2 separate regions of the Gossypium hirsutum genome follow, and region 1 is linked to region 2. The links are chromatin contacts, called in public Hi-C maps. All regions are on one chromosome and are shown on one strand. Each heading gives the region's core, a stretch centred on a gene start, on an enhancer-like site or on the middle of the called end of the contact. The rest is flanking DNA. Distances are from core to core; before and after follow the strand shown. Region 1 holds the start of LOC107913439 (SWI/SNF complex subunit SWI3A). Region 2 has its middle 9.4 kb from the start of LOC107911408.

The links. A called contact is a pair of places that touch in the nucleus more often than the background predicts.
Region 1: a contact with region 2 is called in a Hi-C map of hypocotyl, with 2.9 times the contacts expected there. The contact joins the promoter of LOC107913439 here to the enhancer-like site in region 2. A contact is called at or near these places in 3 of 34 Hi-C or Micro-C datasets (hypocotyl, leaf and petal).

What each region holds. Positions count from the first base shown.
Region 1 is chrD12:54,533,035-54,537,391 of Gossypium_hirsutum_v2.1, reverse strand. It overlaps LOC107913439 (SWI/SNF complex subunit SWI3A), which reads left to right and starts at 2,334. Exons shown (of 7, transcript XM_016842013.2): 1 at 2,334-2,496; 2 at 2,602-3,125; 3 at 3,528-4,022; 4 at 4,175-4,341. The coding sequence starts at 2,406. It overlaps LOC107913440 (protection of telomeres protein 1b), which reads right to left and starts at 922. Exons shown (of 10, transcript XM_016842015.2): 1 at 750-922; 2 at 361-497. The coding sequence starts at 864.
Region 2 is chrD12:54,469,421-54,474,251 of Gossypium_hirsutum_v2.1, reverse strand. It overlaps the pseudogene LOC107913435. Among protein-coding and RNA genes, the nearest start is that of LOC107911408, 9.4 kb to the left of the region's middle. Within about 2 kb of position 1,396, at least 1 of the 9 cell types and tissues checked has an H3K27ac peak or open chromatin away from gene starts, as enhancers often do. A contact at or near this core is called in hypocotyl, where this site is marked.

The DNA of each region.
Region 1 (4,357 bases), core at 1,085-3,584, 62 kb before region 2:
AACAGATTTCAGAAAAGAATGTCAGTGCTCAAACTCCTAGAATCCTTAGTATTATACATCCATTCATGCTTAAAGCCACACTGTGTATATCATATGTGAAATTAGTTGAGAAATACACATTAGAACTATTCCAAATAACTAACTTGCTGTGAAAGCCCATACAAATTCAATTATAAGGTAATAAAGATGAATTATCGTGAGTGTTAGACTTGTCCGCTCACTTCTTCCTAATCTTCTTTCACTTGTTTAACTGAATTTATAATTTTTCAAAAAAGAAATTAAAGATGAAACATGAACTGACCAAACACAAGTAATATTAAGGAGGGCAAGAAATAACACTCTGGAATTATCAGAGTATACCGTGACACGTGAAAGTTGAATAATATCTCCAACAGATGCAACAAGAGGAAGACCGTCGATTTCTTGAGCAAATACATGCACAGGAACCCAGAACTCGGAATGTGACTCGTCAATTACTTTTAGCTTACAAAAATAATCTGCAAACAAAACAGAAATTCTGGCTAAGCAAAATAAGTTCAGAACGATCAGAAAATACGATCAAGAAGATTAGAAACAAGAAAAAGAAAAAAGAAAGAATTTAAGTTCCGCATCTATATAACTTTCATAAAGAAATAGTGAGGTACTCGGGCGAGTATGGAAGCAACGAGGTGAGTACAATGAGTTATCATATTAGAACAGAAGGTAGGAAACAAGAGAGCAAAAAAGAGGAAAGAAAAGGTGGTGGGTACCGGTGCCTTTGGTTCGCTGGGGCAGAGTGAAGTCAAGAATGACGGCAAATAGGTTAACTTTCTGGTTAATGCAAGTAATGGCGTCCTTTAGCATAAGAAACTGGTAATCACCCATCTTTCCAATCCCTCTCTGAATCTCTGCTGCTATTTGAGTGATTTGTTAAATGGTTTAAGGTAGGCGGGGTTGAGTATTTGTGTTGGGAGTGAAGAGGCAGCATGGGTGATGGGCCAACTACCACATTAATTGCTGGGTCTGGCATTTATTAGTCCTGATTTAGGGCTTAAATTAAAATGAAGGAAGCTGAGGGCTTGGGCCTTCATGCATGTTGTCTCTTTTTGTTGAGCCTTTCCCCTTCTTGTTATTGGTCCACTCTAGCAACTTGTATTGGGTTTGTGAAAAGGCTTAATTAATTTAATATGTAATATACACCATTCATTTATGCTTTTGGGTGGAATAAGATAAATTTTATTTTATTTTGGAGAATTTTATTATTTTATTATATTTTAAAAAATTTATATAACATGTCGGATCAAGTTAAGTATAAATTTAATTTTTTTATTAGATTCGAAACATTTAACTGAAAATCATATCAATATCAACTTAAATTAAGAATATATCAAATCAAAATCGATCAGCAATAACTGTTGTTTCGTTCCGTTATCATCTCTAATTGACGCATGCACATTTTTTTCTCTCTTTTTTTTATTAAATTTCAAAATTGACTCTTTTATTGGTTTATATTATATAAAAGATCAAATTTCAATTTAATCATTATATTATACTTAAATTTAAGATCTAATTTATATATATATATATTTTATATAAGTTGTTACCTTAACATTTATAATGTTATTAGTTAAACTAAATACTTTATTCTAATTAAAATGTTGGCATGCTTTTTAAAAATTGTTAACATTATTAAAATTCTCTAATCCTTCTTTGACATGTTTCCATGATTTTTTTCTTTACCTTAGTAACATAATTCTAATTCTTTTATTGTTTTAATTATATAAAAATGGTCAAATTTTAATTTCAGTCATTATACTACATGCAAATTTAAGATTTAATTTAACTTTAAATTTAACATAATTTAGTACTTTAACGTATATAAATGTCACTAGGTAATCTAAATTATTTATTTGATTAAAATGCTGAATTGCTAATATCATTGAATTTATTTATTAAATTTAATTCAAATTTATTAAAATGTCACTTTTTGAAATATGATTATTAAATGAATTTTTTTATTTTAATTTTAGAATGTGATACTAATAATTTAAAAAATATATTAATAATTGAAGGTCAATTTTTAAATTTAAAAATTGTTAAGATTAGATAAAAATATATTTCATTAAAAATTGAAATTTTAAAATTTTTACACTAATAATTTTAAAGTTGTTTGATTGTTGGTGATATTTCTCCAAGTAATTCAATTCAACAAATTGATTTTTGAATTTGAAAAATTTTCATCTAAATTCAATTACTATCATGTACAGGACAAGCGAGATTACGATTGGTCGGTGACTTATATGAGTGTAACCGGTTGTTGCAATAGAAAAACCCATTCGCATTAAAAGTGATTAACAGAGTAAATCCTGAATCGGACCCAAAAAACCGACAGAATCCAAATTCCAAAACTCACCAAGGACCCGGGAATGGAGAACAAGCCTCGACATGACCCGAACCCGGATTCAAATCGACCCGAAGAACCAGAGCTCGACCTCTACACCATACCGAGCTACTCCAGTAAGTTCCTCCTTTCTAATTGATTAATCAATATTCCCCTTCTCCAAAACCCTGACGAAAAATCTCATTTCTTCTTCTTCTTCTTCTTCTTCTTCTTCTTCTTAGGTTGGTTTGCTTGGAACGATATTCACGAAACAGAGAGGCAAGCATTGAAAGAATTCTTCGAAGGCAGCTCAATCTCAAGAACCCCTAAAATCTACAAGGAGTACAGGGATTTCATCATCAACAAATACAGGGAAGACCCTTCTCGCCGCCTCACTTTCACCGAAATCCGCAAATCCCTCATCGGAGACGTCACTTTACTCCACAAGGTCTTCCGCTTCTTGGAAACCTGGGGTTTGATCAACTTCCTCGCCCCGCCTCCACCCCACGAAGGTTCCGAGAACGATGATAGGGTTCGGGTCGAAAACGGGGCCCCGAATGGAGTCCGGGTCGTCGCTACTCCTAATTCGTTGCGGCCGCTTTCGGCACCGGTCGTTAAGGGTAAGAACAGTGGTGATGGGGTTGAAGAGAGTGGAGTCAAGTTGCCTCCCCTGGCTTCATATTCTGATGTTTTTGGTGATTTGAAGAGACTACATTGTGGTAGTTGTGGAGATAATTGTCATTCTGGGTACTATGAATATAAAAAGGTAATTCATTTTTAAAAATTTGAAAGATTCTTTTTGCGTTTAAATTTTGTTTGGAATTGTTTTTATCTATGAATTATCCCAATGAACAATGGTTTTCTTATAGATAATTTGTGCTTAGCATTTAATATAACGTTTCTCCAGGTAACTGGTTTTATAGGTGTAATCATACGTTTCTTGTTCCAGACTTAAAGTCTTTTGTACAAGCTTTTTATTTGTTAGATTCTTATCAAATTCATGTTTGATTTGGGACACTGTAGCTTGGTTATTTGGGTGCCAATGTGTCTGGATGTATATATATGTATTCTGTGTTCGTTGTTGTAATTACCTGCACAAAGCTGAAGGCATGTAGTCGACTTGATTGTGTTGTGAAGTTGAGTGATATATGTTTTAATGCATCTGTAGGATACTTTCATAGTTTGCGATAAATGCTTCAAAAATGGAAATTATGGCGAGGATAAGTCTATGGATGATTTCGAGTTGAAAGATTGCCGTGAGAAGAGTGCTGCCAATGGTACTGTGTGGACCGAAGCAGAAACTCTTCTTCTTTTGGATTCTGTTCTGAAACATGGGGATGACTGGGATCTTGTTGCTCAAAATGTCCAAACCAAGTCTAAACTTGATTGTATTACAAAGCTCATTGAGCTGCCTTTTGGGGAGTCTTTGATAGATTCTGCCAGGGGAAGGGGCAATTTCAGCGGTACAAGTATGAGCATGAATGGCATAAAACCAGTTGTTGTTCCTTCATCTGAGGATCAAGAGAATATTATAAACGAGGATCAAGGTTATGATGGTGCAAATGAGAACGAAAAGAATGGGGATTCTGAGAATCAGGAGCCTCCTTTGAAGAAAAAACGCACTGCTTCCACTTCAGATGCTGATAGTTCTCTCATGAAGCAGGTAAAATTGTACCAGGCTATGTTACTTATACATGATGCCTCCATTTTATCCAAATTTATGCTTTTCTCATATATTATAAGTTTGTTGCATGTATAAAGACAAGCATTCTTTAAAGATTTTGGTTATACATTAATTGATTGTGTTTTCTACAGGTTGCTCGCATCTCTACCATGGTTGGGCCTCAAATCACTGCTGCTGCAGCTGAAGCTGCAGTTGTGATGCTTTCTGACGAAATGTCTTGTCCGAGGGAAATTTTTTATGGTGATCATATTGATTTAACTAATGGGTCGCTATCTCCTTCAATTTATCAGCAAGAAAGGTTGTTTAAAAGTTAA
Region 2 (4,831 bases), core at 147-2,646:
AGATGATAACAATCTAATGTTTTTATGCTTTTAACTATCTTATATTATAATATTTGTTAATTACTCATTTAACCTTATTTAAATAAATATAACTTATATATATAATAAGGTTAGTTTTGTCCTTAGCCATCCACTAACTATTTAGTGGTCTAATTGGATGTTTAAACCTTCCAAATAAAAAGGCAACAACAAATTGATACTTTTAGCTTTAACCCCTAAATTTTTATTTTTACGCGATTAAGTCCTTTTCATTTAATCAGTTTCTCAAACAAAAAAATTTAAACACGAAAATTTCACACAATCAAATTCACACATAGTAACTCACAAAGTAATATTAAAATATTTTTTGACTTGGATTTGTGGTCCCGAAACCACTATGTTCGATTAGGGTCGAAATCGGGCTGTTACACTGAGACACATACTGCTTCAACGCTCGAAACTCACCTCCTCCATCTGTCTGTAAAATCTTAAGCTTGCACCTCAATACACGTTCAGCCTGTTGATGAAACATTTGAAATACAGTAAGAACATCAGATTTTCTCTGTAAGAAATATAGCCAAGTATACCTGGAGTAAGCATCAGTAAAAGCGACATAATATCGAAATCCATTTGACATGACCGAAGCTGGCCCCCAGACATCCGCCACGACGAGTTGTAAAGGAGCAGTATATTCAGTCAAGGATTGAGAAAAAGGCTGCTTACGCTCTTTGCCCAAGTGACAAACAATACAACACGAAACATTTTTATTAGTTTCAAATTGTATGTTACAATGTTTTAAAGCCTTTTTGAGGGCTACATCACATGGATGACCTAACCTAGAGTGCCACACACTTAACGGGACCATTGCATTAGCAGTAAAGCATTGGGAAGAACCATCAGCTAACATTGTTGACCCCGAACCTTTAAACGCAATTTGTATAACCCGACATGTACTGAACCACTCAGGAGAACTTGCTTAGTCTTGAGATCATGAACCTGACACTGAGTAGGATAAAACTCAACCATTACTTGATTATCCTTTGTAAATTTTGACACATATAGCAAATTCTTAGTGATACCAGGCACATGTAACAGTGATTTCATATATAAAGGTCGGGATGAAGTAGACAATGTGGACTGACCCATAGAAAGAACCGGTAGAGCAGTACCATTGCCAACATACACTTTACCTGGACCATTGTAAGCCAGAGGTTCACCTAGTGACGATACTGAGTTTGTCAGATGATGTGTCACTCCAGAGTCGGGATACCACGTATTATCCGCAACCGTTGTAGGAGTTGCAACATAAGCTTGCGGCATTGGAGCTGTAGAGGAAGACATACTAGGAGACATACCATCATGCAATGAAGCAGACGCAACAAATGGATTATTCCAGTTGTTAGTTGAAGCAGGTGGGCACAACCAACCCGATGGTGAATTTTTAGTAGGTACATAAGTAGCAGGCACAGATGGTGGCCAAGACACATTTGCAGCACTATGTCCAAATGTACTAAGATTTGCTTGAGGAACCATAGAGAGTCTGGAACCAACATTTTTATATGATGCATCAAATCTATGATAACACCGGTCAACAAGATGCCCCAACTTTCCATACAATTGACACTGTACACGTGATCCAAATGAGCGACCATGCCCTCTACTTCTACCATTTGACGAGGAACGATATGCAGGTGTATTTACAGTCTCAGGCACCGAGGTTGAAGCTTGATGAGATACAAGATTAGCAGAGCTAGATGTTTCACACAGACTAATGTTTTGTCAGGCTTCAGCATGAAGCAAGATCGTGGTTACTCCTTGCACACCGTAAGGCACCTGACTAGCAGTAATAATAGCAATAACTGCCTCATAATCCAGTGGCAAACTATTAAGAATGGCAGTGACATACTCATGATCACTAATTACCTCACCACAGCTAGCAAGGCTGTCACAATAGCTTTTACTTTTCATCAAGAAATCTTTCATTGAAAGCTCACCTTTTCGCTGAGAATGAAGAGCCCTTCGATAGGACATCAATTGAGAAGTGGTTTTGGTACCATACAAAGCAACAATGGCACTCCATATTTGCGCACTAGACTCCAACCCAATAAGATGCTGTAAAACAGCTGGACTGACAGATGATAACAGCCAAGAAGCTAAAGCACAATCTTGCTGTTGAAATCTTGAAAACGTAAGATTATCTTGAAGAATTCCTTCTTCACTCACAACCTGTCGAGGAGGAGGAGCCGTGCTAGAGTCAAGAAACTGTTGCAGACTATAGGTTTTAACAGCCCTGTTGACGCCATAGCAGGTAATTAGTATCATCAAGCAAAATACTAATCTTCTTGATAGCAAAGATTCGACTATCAGCAACAGCTTCAGACACATTTGAAGCCATCTCAGGCGTATCAGACTGTACAGCAGACAGACTGGTAGGTATAGCCATAAAGAACATAGGACCTCAAGGATCTAACAAAAAGAAAAGAAAATCTGATAACATGTTACGATACTTACAAAAGAAGTATTATTATCATTGAAAAACCTTATCTCAACACACTTACAGTAAGCATATTTATAGTAGTATACTTATAACAGACTAACCAGCTAAACTAACTGCTAACAACTATTAACCAACTACTGTTAAATAGTTATACTAACAGGGATTATCTTCCATGGCTTGCATGGTTAAGCCATGTTAATGGACTCCATGGTAAAGCCAAGAAAGTGGCGAAGGAGTTAGATGAATTTCTAGATGGGGTGATCAAAGAACATATGAATCGGCATGAAAAACACGTAAATGACCATGCAGGGATCCAAGGTGAAGGTCAAAAAGACTTTGTGGATGCTTTGCTGGAGATTCAGAGGGAAAACACAGTTGGCTTCCCTTTAGAAAAAATCAGCATTAAGGCTCTTATCTTGGTAAGAACTAACAAGTTAATTTGTCATATATGTTAGCATAACGTATCTGTGTATACTGTTGTTTTCACAATAAAGAGAATTATATATATATATATTACAGTTCCACAACTTCAGCTGAAGTGGATATCTTTCCAGGATATATTTGTAGCCGGTACCCATACGACATACGCAGTCCTGGAGTGGGCAATGACAGAACTCTTAAGGCACCCCAAGATAATGAAGAAACTTCAAAACAAGGTCAGGAATGTTTCTGCTGACAATTCAAGCATATCGAAGGATGATCTCGGAAACATGCACTACCTAAAAGCAGTGATCAAAGAGACTCTTCGTTTATATCCTCCGATTCCCTTGTTACTTCCAACAATATCTACAAAAGACATTAAGCTCAAGGGCTATGACATTATCAAAGGAACTCGAGTTATCATCAATGCTTGGGCGATCGGAAGAGGCCCTGTGTCATGGGAGAATCCGGAAGAGTTTCTTCCGGACAGGTTCTTGGACAATTCCATAGATTTCAAAGGACAACATTTTGAGCTGATTCCTTTCAACTCTGGAAGGAGGATTTGTCCGGAAATCTTGTTTACAATCGCAATAAATGAGCTTCTCTTAGCAAATCTGGTGCACAAGTTTGATTTTGGTCATTGCCTGGTGGAGCAAAAGAGAAGGATTTGGACATGACCAAAACCGTCGGCCTTACCGTACACAAAAAATCTCCTCTAATCGCTGTAGCGAATAGATGTTCTTTCTAGTGGAAAGCCTCGTCTGTTACAGCAAGTATTCTAAGTTACACGTGCTTGTAAATCTAGGCATGTTATTTTCCTTGTCATAATGCATTAAATTTATCTACTTGTAGCGTCCGAAAACTAGATTTTAACTGAACGGAATGGCTTTCAATCGATACCATTATATGTATCCAATGCCAATGTGATTGAGGACATATGTAATCACAAGGATTTGCACCTAAGAAACAGGCAACACCATGAAACTCTGCTAACTACTATGGCTTTCAAAATTGGGATTCTCAAAACATCTCCAGTCTCTTATAGTTGATCACAAATTCAACAGCCATCTTTCAGATGGTTTAACTTTTAATCGAATGCCTTCAAGAAGATCAATATAACTTTAGTGAGACCGTATATCCGGAAGATAACGACCCACTTACTGTGCACCAATGAACAAGGCATCGGCAACCACAAAAACTCCAACCTGACGATAAAATCAACACGGGATTATGTTTGCAAGTAACTACTACACTTGAGCTCATTTTGCTGGAAAAGATTAAGCGAATAATTACCAGACGAACCGAGTAGAGTAATCGGTAACCCAGCCTTCTCTGGTAGCTTGAGCTCACTGCTGATCCGTCCAACTAAAAGTTAAAACGGAATTAGATAAAATGGCTACTCTACATGATAACTATAAGTTACATAGTCTCTGGTTTTCAATTTCAAAGTTCAAACAGCACTTGCTACTAAAGATCACATTTTAGATGAGATTTTTCTTCTTCTTCAAATTCTTTTACACCCTACAATAAAAAAATATAGGACCTATTTCTGTATTAAAAGCTGCAGCTATACTAAAATGGTTTTAATCCAACTCTTCATTTTATTCAAATACCTGTGTTTCTATCCGGGTCCAATGTGTAATCGATTATAGGTATGAGGGTACCATTATCCATATAAAATTAAAAATAAACTTTAGTATCTAAAACTCTCTCACCAGTCTGAATAGCATACGTTTTAATATCCTTAAACCAGTTTTAGAACAAGTTCGTCGCAAGTCAATTTGTCATATTTATTTTGAAAGGAGGGAGAGAGTTTGCATCTATTAGTTTTTCTATCGCAATTAAGTATTCAATAGTAATTTACTGGGTTAATCCATTGCATTTTGGGTAGTTTCAATTTAGTATTCGTGTTCTCAATTTGATTTTGGTGATCAA